Linked DNA regions of Callithrix jacchus: region 1 is linked to region 2. A link is a contact called in public Hi-C data. All regions are on one chromosome and are shown on one strand. The core of a region is the stretch at or near the end of the contact, and the rest is flanking DNA. Distances in the headings are between cores, read along the strand shown.

Region 1 (5,919 bases), core at 352-2,851, 62 kb after region 2:
TCCTGTATCTGCAGAATTTGCAAAGCTTTGGCTTAACAGATCCCATTGGGATGGGATAATCTAAACCTGAGTACTAGGAATTGACCAAATGGGGAATTCTTACTCTTGAGGTGTAGTGAGCTCACAGGAGTTTCCTCCAGATTTTTCTTAGGCCAGTGTGCAGTTGCAATCTGTTCAGTATAAGGAGCCAGAAAGTGAGACCTGATCGCTGCAATTCAGGGGTCACGGTGAATTTGAGATTTGCTGCCAACTTTCCTTGGCCACAGAGATTGTGAACAGGAAGTGAAACTTGCATCAGACAGCCTGGGGGTGCAGAGCTAATATAGACTGAGGAAGTCAAACATGTATAGACCATTCTCAAGGCAACCCATGCTAGAGCATCTCTACAAATCCACTTATCAAGTTTTCTCCATTCATCAAAGGTAAAAACAGGAGCTCGGAGTTGGGGAACTACCCTGTGCAAGGCCCCTGGCAGATGGAGAATGGAGTCAGGAGCAGAATCCAGGCCTTTTGATTCCTCACCATAGGCTCTCCAGGGAGAAGTTCACAGTAGGTGACCTCCTGGAATAGGACCTGTTTCCCCATCCAAAGCTTCCTTTCCCTGAGGGCTATGGAGATGAAGCTTAATCTTTAATGGACTGGCTTTCAGTTTAACTGCTCCCTTGGCAATGATTAATACCAAGTGACCTAGTCTGGCATCTAGTGAACCTGACCAGGCCTGACCCATGACAGTGTTGGTGGCCTCCAGGCCCAGGCATGGGCTCATATGCAGGTGGATGAGGCTTGACAGGTGCTAGAATGGCCTCCTACCTAAGAATATCTTCTCTGTCCTGTGCCTGGAATTCTGTTTTTTAGATGGTCATTCCTCACAAGTAGGGTGTCACAAATGCTCCTGGCAAGGGGAGCTAGTAACATAAGTTGTGATTCAAATACTCCTGGGCCTGTCATTTGACAGTTCTCATGTCCAGCAGCTCAGAAGAATTCCAGTCCTCATGACGTTTAGTCCCAGGTTAGCAAGCTGGTGAAATCCCACTGGATCTGCAGTGAAATCAGACTGTAAGCTTCTTATGGGAAAAGACAAGGGTCTGGAGATGTATGGGGAGAGAACATGGATTTGGAGCTGGAAAGGCCTCATTGCAAAGTCCAGCTCTTATGGTCACTAGCTGTGAGGACTTGGGCAAGCCCCCCTGAGCCTCAGTTTATTTGTCTACCAAATGGAGAAAATAATACCTCTCTCTAGACTCTTTTGGGAATGAAATGAGAAAGTAGATGTAAAGTGTCTGGTTATTACAGAGGTACAGACTTAATAATCCAGGCACAGATGATGTTTTTCCCTCACTTTCTCTCCTCTTAAATTTGATTTAGCTGACCGTTTTTGGTGAGGAAGAGAAGATCCCTGGTTCATCTAGGGAGAAGAATTTTTCTCATGTACTCTGGGATTTTTTATAAGGATGGCTTCTCTCTGTGAGACTGGATGGTTAGCAGATATCAGGTCCCCATTCTGTCCTGCCCACTGAAGTGTCTGGAACCATTGAGCAGGGCTGGATCCTTCACCCTCAGTATCTCTTTGCTTCTCCTGATGACTATAAACATTGCAAACTGAGAAAGTGTATTGGCCAGGGTCTGTCACAGTCTCTTGCCTCTGTTTTGTGTCTTGGTACCAGCCCACATCAGCCATGGGTCTGGCAGCAACTCCCTCCCTCTGCTGTCACACATTGGCACCTCTGGCAGAATGTGGAGATGTGGTATTTCAGTTCCCTGCCTAGGCCACTGCAGAGCTTGTATCCCTCATCTTAAGAGGTGTGGCCAGGAGGGACACCAAATGGAAAGGTGCTATTCTTCCCTCCATGCCCCAGTGCCAGATGGCACTGCCCCTGATTGCCTGATCATGCCATCCTCTTCCATGTTCCTGTGTCTGCCTCTTCCCCTTCCCTTTGCCTGAAATGCCTTTCCTAGAAGCTCTTGTGGAGAATAGCTCATCATTCAGCTCAGGGAAGTCTTATGGGCAAGGATAAGGGTGTGGATGGCAGAGATGTGTGGGAAAAGAACACAGATTTGGAGCTGGAAGGGCTCCGTGCAAAGTCTGGCTCCAACAGTCACTACTTCCCTCTGCTCTGCATGTATCTATTTACCTGCCCACCCCTCTCACAGTCTGGAAGCTCCTTGAGGCGTCCCCATGTCCTGATCTGGAGCTCAGTGCCCAGGACTATGTTTCTGGGACCGTTGAGATGAAGTCCTGTGTGAAGGCAGGAAGGTACCTTCTGTGACCTCCCAAGTGAGGACAGATTGGGAGCCAGGTTGGAGGTCAGGCAGGCTGAAGCAGGAGACCACGAAGCCCCCAGCGGAAGCCATGGCTCCTTCTCTGTTTTGGTTTTGCTTCTGTGGGCTTTTCATTTCAGAAGTTAATCTCGTTAATGCCAACAATGTCATTTCGGCAAGTCAGCAATTTCCTTTTGCCCTTTATTTAACAAGCCCTCCCCCACCCCGATCTCTATAATAAAGGCATGCAGGTGGGTAATTACAGAGGTGTAAAGTGAGGTGCTGGGCCACGGCCAGCTGGGCATTGTGGAGCATCTGCTGGGGAGGGTGCTGGGAAACTCCACAACTCCACTATTCAGTTTCAGGTAAGGACATGGGGTTGTACAGAGAGCAAGGCATTTATACGAGGCTTCATAGGAAGTAGAAGGCAGAACCAGGACAGGATCCAGGTCCTTAACCCTCAGCTAAAGTCCTTTCCACTCCTTATTGCCAACACTAACTCCATACATGTGTCCTGTGGAGCATCCCACAGGCGTGTTTGCTGTCCGTCCATCCATCCATCCACCCACCCACCCACCCACTCAGCCACCCATCCACCCACCCATCCACCCATCCATCCACCCATCCATCCATCCACCCATCCATCCACCCACCCATCCACCCATGCATCCACCCATCCATCCACCCATCCATCCACCCACCCATCCACCCATGCATCCACCCATCCATCCATCCATCCATCCACCCACCCACCCATCCACCCATCCATCCACCCACCCATCCATCCACCCACCCATCCATCTGTCCGTCCGTTGATTCATCCATCCATCCATCCATCCATCCATCCATCCACCCACCCACCCATATTTTCTATAGATACTTATTGAGGGCCTACTACATGCTAGGCGTGGTGACTATACCAATGATCGAGACTGCCACAGCTGTGTCCTCACAGAGACAATGATCTCAGGTCACAGTCTCACACTCAACGTGATGGAGGCGCAATGTGTGCACCGATGATTTTAGTAGAGAGTGGCAGGTGCTATGTCAGATGTGAGCATTGTGTCTCTGTGGAAACACACAACTTCTCAGAGGAGAGAATATGGCAGTGTCACAAGTCTTGAAGAACAGACAGTAGTTTGCAAAAGTTGGTGTGTGAGGGCAGGGAAAGTTTTTTAACAAATCTGGGAGGATATTTATCCAAATGTTAATGGGGCTCATCTCTGGGAATTGGGATTTACAGGGTAGTTGCTGGGAAAAGGGAGAGGACAAATTTTAGTTTCTATTTTCTACCTTTGGTATTATTTGAATTCGAGTGTGTATATTAGCATTTTAATAAAAAGATTTCTATTTTGAAAAAATAGCATAGGGTATTTGGAGAATAATAAGCATGACAAGTACAGAGTGCTGGAGGGAGAGAAGGAGAATGTGGGGTCAGCTGGGGTTCATCTAAGAAGGCCCTGAAATGCTGGGCTGAGGAGTTTAGGCTTTAACCATAGGGGCCCATAGTGCTGAGGGTAGAGGCCAGATCTACAGAGCCTAGAAATGTCTGCACATAGTAGATGCTCAGTTAATCTATACCTGATGAAAGGGGAAGGCCACATAACGTGCAATCATCCAAGGTCAAAGCGGAGGACTGTAGAGGTGTAGTGCTTTGCCGCCATGTGTTGGTAGCAGTGGGGAACCCACTACGGGAAAATGTGAACCTGCAGAAGTGGGTAGAGTGGTATGGAGAATTCTATAATGCGAAAAGAGAAAAGAATGCTGTGGCTTTTTCTTAGGTCAGAGGAGTGTGGAATGGGCCACATCCAGGGACCCTGCCATAAGTTGGCAACCATAGGACATACTTTTTTTTATAATAAGGAAATTCCCCACACAGAGGCTTTTCCAGACCAGATAAAAGTTTTTGATGTCCTCTGTGGCTAAAACCCGATCAAAGTAGGCTACTACCATCTTTTGCCTCCCAGATAGTGCCTTCTTCATTTCCCCAAAGACATCTTCAACACAGCAGAGGAGGGGGCATCCTAAAATGCAGCTCTGACCCTGATGCCTTCTTGCTTGAATGCTTTAGGGTAAGTTCAGTCCCCTTGCCCTGGCTTAGAAGGCCTAGTTGTCCTGTTCCTTGCTTATTTCTCCATCCTCATTTCCCATGCTTTCTTACTCAAACCCTACTCTGCAGCCAAAGTGCTCTATACTATTAAATGTATTTACTATTAAATATGTCAAATATGCTTACTACTTAGAACACCAGGACGCCTCACTGACCTCAGTATTTGCATACCTATCTCTCCCCGGCACACCACTCGTCTCTCCCTCCTGCCTCATTATCAGATTCTTGATGCCAGGGACTATTTTTTGCTACTCCCAGCACTTTGCAAAGTAGCTGGAAGATACTGGGTGTTCAGTATTTCTGGGTGGGCCAGTGGCGCAATGGATAACGCGTCTGACTATGGATCAGAAGATTCCAGTATTTGTTGAATCAGTGTGTGAACAAATAACAGGGCCCTTCTGCAATGATTTCTCTTGTAAAATTTACAATACCTTATCATCCTTCTGTCTTCTTTCCTCAAGGGGCAAAGAGGGTCTAACATCCCTGAAAGAGACAGCCTCTTGCACTGGAAAGATGGCAGAGAGGGAAGCCGGAGATTTGAGTTCCGATCCTGATCCCTCTGACATTAGGGGATCCCCTGCACTCCTCTGGACCTCAGTTTCCCCATCTCTACAGTGAGGATAATAATCCTAGTGCTATTTCCCCATAGAAATGTTGTGAAGCTCCAAGGTCAGACCAAACTCACTCATTGGGTAAACTCCAGGCAGGATGAGAGTGTTGGCTGGGTAGATGTGGCCATCTGCCAAGTGGCCATGCTGAGGCTTTGGGGGATCCACCCCTACCACCAATGGGGTCACTCTCAGAGACTTGCTCTCTCTTCTTCCAGCTCACTCATATTGTGGGGCTCAGAGAATGTTAATTATTAGGCCCCAGCCCACCTGGAGGGCTTAACATGAAAGCAAACTCAGAGTGTAAAGTCTAATCGATGCCCCACACTTGGCGTCAGGGCCTCGGCTCAGTCTGCCTGGAGATGGATCATTAATCTAGACACTCCGACCTGGAACACTGGCCCAGGAAGTCCTGAAACATTCCTGACCACCCACGGCTCAGCCTGTCGGCCCCATGAGACAGCCAGTCCTGCCCCTGACTTGCAGAATTTTACCATCTCAAAGTTATATCAGACTCAAAGAGCAGCTGGTCTCGACTCCCACCCAGGGCAGAAGTCCAGGATCTGTTTATATACTCGCCACTGTCCAAGAGATCATTATCTGGAGATGTGTGCTTGAAGAGTGGCACTGGACTTACAGTGGACAGATGCATGTGACTTGAAGCCTGCCTTCCCTTCTGTAAAAGTGGGATGAGGTTACTGACCTCACAGAACCGATGTTAGAAATAGATTAATTTTCTTGAAAGTGTTTCATTTTGAGATTTTTAAAAATAATTTTCACATGTGAGTGGCTATTATCATTCTCGAAATTATAAACACCTATCCCTGGGATGTTTTAATTTCTTCATCCCCAGAGTCGTCTTCTACAAGGTGTCGCTTCCCTGGTTGAACACTCTATGATCCCTGGGGCCTTAAACATAAAGTAAGGACTCCCTTGCCTTGC
Region 2 (5,431 bases), core at 1,904-4,403:
GAACAGGTAATCAGCATAGAGCCCCTTGCCCCGCTGAGCAGGTGTCATCCAGGAGGGCATCATCAGCTTCACATAGTCCAGGTGGCGCTTCAAGCGCCAGTAAAGCTCGTGGGGCAGCACGTCCTGCAGGTTTTCCCCATGCGGCAGCAGCTGGCAGCTGGCCAGGGCCGAGATGGTGTAGGGGTCTGTCAGGTCCAGCTCAAAGTAGACGCGGGCACTGGCCTGGAAGGCTGCCTTGGAGTTGTCGGGGATGAAGTCCCAGACGCGGGTGTAGGGGACATGGATAGTGCCAAACAGGTAAGCCGGGGGATCACGCCGAATCGTCCACAGGAAGGAGTTCAAGTCCCTCTGCTGCAAGAGTAGAGGAGAGGCAAGGCAGTGAGGCTGAAGGCAACAGAGTTGGGTCAGCGTAGCCCTGATCATGTTGCAGAGGGAGGTGGGGATGGGAGGCATAGACCTATACACAGGCCGGCGGTGGTAAAGAGCCAGGGCTTTGGAGCCTGAAAGACCCACATTCAAAACCTTGCTTTGCCCTATCTTAGATATATGATCTTGAGTGAATCAGTTCACTTCCCATAGGCTTGGTTTCCTGGTCTGTAAGATGGGAGTGAAAGCAACTGCCTTATGGGTTTTTGGGAGAATAAAAGATACAATGTACGCATATTAAGCCCTCAGACCAATGCCAGACACAGCGGAAGTCAGCAATGAAGGGAAACTCTCATGATTAGCATTTGCTGGGAGTGCCAAGGACTGCCACACCACCTGAGGATATTCATGCTTGGCCAAGCCAAACCTTCACGCGTGGTGTTTCATGTGGAGAGTGGGGAAAGGGGGAACAAGAGTCCTGCTCTGGCAAGAAGGGAGGAAGTCGTATAACTTTTAAATCCAACCATTATAAGATATATGCCAAGAGCACTTTGAAAGCAGAACACCTATTAAAAATAGCACACCTATTTAAACAGCTACTTCCCATTCATCAGGGTGAATTCAGTTTTCCTTTTGGAGGGCAGGTCTGGGGTGTCACCTACTTTGCTCACCCAGCTGAGACCATAGATGAGAAAGTGCTTTAAAATCTTGCAAGCCCAAGTCAAGTTCCAGAATCTGGTTTGGGGGGAAAGGATTCCATTACAATTAGTCCCAAGAAATGTACATATTCTGGGTAGTTTCCAGGCTCCTCCCCTAAAAATGTATACCTGATCTCTAACTCCAGTTGTTTGTCATTTTCTATGACCTAAGCTCCAACTTAGGTGTGTGTGTGTGTGTGTGTGTGTGTGTGTGTAGGGGCTAAGGAGAGGCATGCAGACAGGGGTCCTTTTTCCAGATCCAATTCAGGGCTGGGTGTAAAGGGCATGAGAAGGCGACTGCCATTTCTCTTAGGCAAAGCCATTTTCCAGCCAGAAAAATCCCTGGAGTGCCCACTGACCACTTGCAAGCTGTAGACCAACTCATAACATTTTTCTGTCTGATTCTGGCACAAATAAAAAGTATGTGTTGGGATGGTTGGGTTGTGGGAGAACAGTACCTTACTTTACTAACAACCCAAAACTGTAAATCCCAGCATGCTGGTGATAGACTGAGAGCCCAGCCAGCCAACGAGCTCCCTGTTTGTGCACAAGGCCGGCCGCCAGAGCTGCACCTTGCCCAAGGTCAGCGAATTCCCGGTTAACAGGACAGCACACCTACAGCAGCCAGACCCTCCGACACTGCTTCCTAGTCTCCTGGCCTCCAATTCAGGGTTACTGTCAGTGCATTAATTTACACTTAGAGGGAAAGATACTGAAGGAAATAAAGAGATTCTTTGTTTTGGACAGAAAATTAGGAGAACCAGTAATTATTCGACCCCCCAGGAAATATTAGGCCAGCACTTCCTGGCATTGCCTTTTCCTCTCCTCTGAAATCGTCCCCCTTTTTAACGAAATGTGGATGCTTGGGAGAGTAGGTGCTGGGGACTTGGGCTGCAGAGATGGAGGTGAGAACCAGCAGCAGGGAGAAAGTTTGTCTTAGGTCAGAGTGGGAGGGCAGGGAGAGGGAGGGAAGCCTGGGAGAGGGCAGAGTGTGTGAATGGGAGAGCAAAAGGGTTGTTGGATGGAAGTCAGGAAAAGGGCAAGGAACGCTAGAAAGACACCATCAGAAGCGGGCAGAGAGACCAGAAGTGTAGAGAAAAAAATGAGGAAGGAGAGTCAAAAAGGGGCGCAGAGGGAGGAAGCATCCAGGCAGGACCACAAGTCAAGAGGAAAGCCCGAGAGCCGCAGCGTGTGGAGAGGAACAGGAGAGGGAGCGCCCCTTCTCGCTCCTGGCTCGGAGCTGGAGCCCGGACGGGCAGGAGCGAAGGAAGGGCGCCCGAGGCTGCGCCCAGCCAGTGGAGGTGGAGTGGGTGGGCTAAGGTGGGTGCGGAAGCCGGACCCAAACCATCGTCCCACGGGGCTGGAGTACCCAGGCGGGCGGGAGAGTGGCCGGGCAGGCGCTCGCTCACCGATCCGGGCGGCCGGCACTGTCCTCCGTCCGGGGGCTGCGGGCGGGCGCGAACGGTGGCGAGGAGGGCGGCGAGCAGCGGCCCCGCCAGGGCGGTGTGCATCCTGCCGGGGCCCGCGGGGCGCGGGGGACTCTCCTGGGCGGCGCCCGTCAGCAGGGTGGGGAGCCCCCAGCTGGGAACGGAGTTTCCTCCGGAGCACCGGACTCCAGCCGCGGGATGCTGGGCGCCCTCTGGGGCGTGGCTGACTGTCCCAGTCGGACCTGGGGGGTTCTCTGGGGCGGGGCTCCGTCTGTTGGAAGAGGGGGACCCTCTAGGGCTGGGCCCCTCCCCAGGGCGCTCAACCTTGCTGGCCGAGCACCGGGGTGCTGAGGGCGTGTTGGGGTCCTGGGGCGCGCGGTGTCCCGGAGCTGCGTCGGGGTCTAGGGGCGCGCGGGGTTCCTAGGGCAGAACCGAGAGCCCAGGGTGCGCTCGGGTCCCGGGGTTATGCTGGGCACCCAGGGCGCGAAAGGGTCCCAGGGGTGCGCGGTGCTCCACGGGGCGCGCAGTGGGACAAGTGCGACGGAGGGCGCGGCAGGGGTTGGGGGAGGCTCTGGGGCGCCCGGCTGCCCCCAAGCCCGGCTCAGAGGGGCGGCGGGCGGCCGCGCGGCCGCTGCCCGGGCTCCGCCATGCTGCTCCGCGGCTGGGAGGGAGGGAGAGAGGAGGGCGGGAGAGCGGCGCGGAGCCGGGCCGGGCGGGGGGCTGGGGCCGCTGGGGCGGGGGAGGGGAGGACCTGGCGCGGGGTGCAGGGGGCGGGGGGCCGGGGCCGCGCCGGGCCGGGCCGGGCCGGGCCGGGCGACTGGGAGTCGGGGCCAGCTCCGCGCCCGGGCGCGGCGAGGCGGGGTCTGATGGGCATGGCAGGCGCTCGCTCGCTCCTCTCTTGCTCGCTCGCTCGCTCGCTCCCTCACACACGCGCGCGGAGGGAGGCGAAGCCCGCAGCAGCCACTTCCCAACTTTCCAAACTTCCCAGCGCAACTTTTTCCTCTCCTCCCCTGCCCGCGCCTCCTCCTCCCCCAACCCTCCCCCTTCCCTTCGCCGGGCGCCACCGGGCCGCAGCTTCCTCGTGCGGCCGCCAGAGGGCGCCCGGGCTGAGACCCGGCTCGGCCAACCTCCGCGGGCTCAGCGGCAGATACGGACCGGGTGACAGGGACAGATTTGGGAATGTGGACTGGCCTCGCCCAACGCATCCGTCCCGCGGATCCTGGCAAGAGCGAACAGTGCTCAGAGGGACCGGAGTGGGGCTGAGGAGATAGCAATCACAGAACATTCAGAAAGCGGTGGTGTATACCTTGTGTCACCCCTAGCGCAGGCATGCGCTTGGTAGGTACTCTGCAAACACCAACTGAATTAAAAAAAAAAAAAGAAAAGAAAAAGAAAAAAGAAAAGAAAAAGAAAAAAGGAAAGAAAACAAAATAATCATCCTCAAAATTCCTTGCAATCTTCCATTTAAGTAATCCCTTCTTATCTATGTTCTTGGACCCACGCAGGATCCCTGTGTCTGTCTCTGGAAGAGTGAGGATTGATATACCAGTTTCTTTTTTTTTTTTTTTTAATTTTTTATTGGATTTTAGGTTTGGGGGTACATGAGCAGAGCATGCAAGACAGTTGCGTAGGTACGCACATGGCAGTGTGCTTTGCTTTGCTTCTCCCCTTCACCCACATTTGGCATTTCTCCCCAGGCTATCCCCCCCCACCTCCCCCTCCCACTGGCCCTCCCCTTTTCCCCCCAATAGACCCCAGTGTTTAGTACTCCCCTTTCTGTGTCCATGTGTTCTCATTTTTCATCACCCGCCTATGAGTGAGAATATGCGGTGTTTCATTTTCTGTTCTTGTGTCAGTTTGCTGAGGATAATGTTCTCCAGATTCATTCATGTCCCTACAAACGACACAAACTCATCATTTCTGATTGCTGCATAATATTCCATGGTGTATATGTGCCACATTTTTCCAATCCAGTCTATTATCAATGGGCATTTGGGTTGATTCCAGGTCTTTGCTATTGTAAACAGTGCTGCAATGAACATTCGTGTACATGTGTCCTTATAGTAGAACGATTTATAGTCTTTTGGATATATACCCAGTAATGGGATTGCTGGGTCAAATGGAATTTCTATTTCTAAGGCCTTGAGGAATCGCCACACTGTCTTCCACAATGGTTGAACTAATTTACACTCCCACCAACAGTGTAAAAGTGTTCCTTTTTCTCCACATCCTCTCCAGCATCTGTTGTCTCCAGATTTTTTAATGATCGCCATTCTAAGTGGCGTGAGATGGTATCTCAGTGTGGTTTTGATTTGCATCTCTCTGATGACCAGTGACCCCAAGAATTAAAAGACCCTTAAACCAACCTTCTCATCCTCAAGAGGCAAACGAGACTTAGAGAAGGCCAGGGGGAAAGCTCTAAGCTTTTGAACCGTTTCCAGCAAATGAAGAAAGGGAAGCGCAGGCACCCCTGCTTGGTTCTGTTAAAAAAGTTTGCCGTCTTTTCCTATCCAGAAAATAGAAACTGACGATGAGTTAGATGATACTGTCAGGAGCCCACGGCCTAGAGAAGGAGACAGACAGGGACAGATATGCAAAGAGGCCATTAAAATACAGATGATGAGGGCCAGGAGAGAAAGAAGCACAAGGAAATGAAAGCAGAGAGGAAGAGCTCCTGACACAGCCCAGAGGCCCAGGGAAGACTCCTGGGAGATGGTCTTGAAAAATAAGTCAGAGGTAGCTGAATGAAGGAGGTGCACATGCCTTCCAAGTGGAGGAAGACCAGGTGCCAAGGCACTGCGGTGTAAGAGCACACCTGCAGGGGCCTGCAAGCAGTTACCCATGGCTGCAGGGAAAAGCAAGTGGCAGCAGCTGAAGTTGTGTTTCTGGCCAGGCTGTGGAATCCATCCATTCTATGTACCAGGTGATAAGAAGTCATTG

Evidence for each region. A called contact is a pair of places that touch in the nucleus more often than the background predicts.
Region 1: a Hi-C map of induced pluripotent stem cells shows a contact between it and region 2, with 1.6 times the contacts expected there. The contact joins the enhancer-like site here to the promoter of TRABD2B in region 2. A contact is called at or near these places in 2 of 3 Hi-C or Micro-C datasets (induced pluripotent stem cells and skeletal muscle).

Annotation. Positions count from the first base shown.
Region 1 is chr7:84,803,585-84,809,503 of calJac240_pri, forward strand. No RefSeq gene overlaps it. Among named protein-coding and RNA genes, the nearest start is that of TRABD2B, 63 kb to the left of the region's middle. Within about 2 kb of position 1,602, at least 2 of the 16 cell types and tissues checked have an H3K27ac peak or open chromatin away from gene starts, as enhancers often do.
Region 2 is chr7:84,740,349-84,745,779 of calJac240_pri, forward strand. TRABD2B (TraB domain containing 2B) reads right to left here and starts at 3,154. Exons shown (of 7, transcript XM_035251404.3): 1 at 2,474-3,154; 2 at 1-351. The coding sequence starts at 2,575.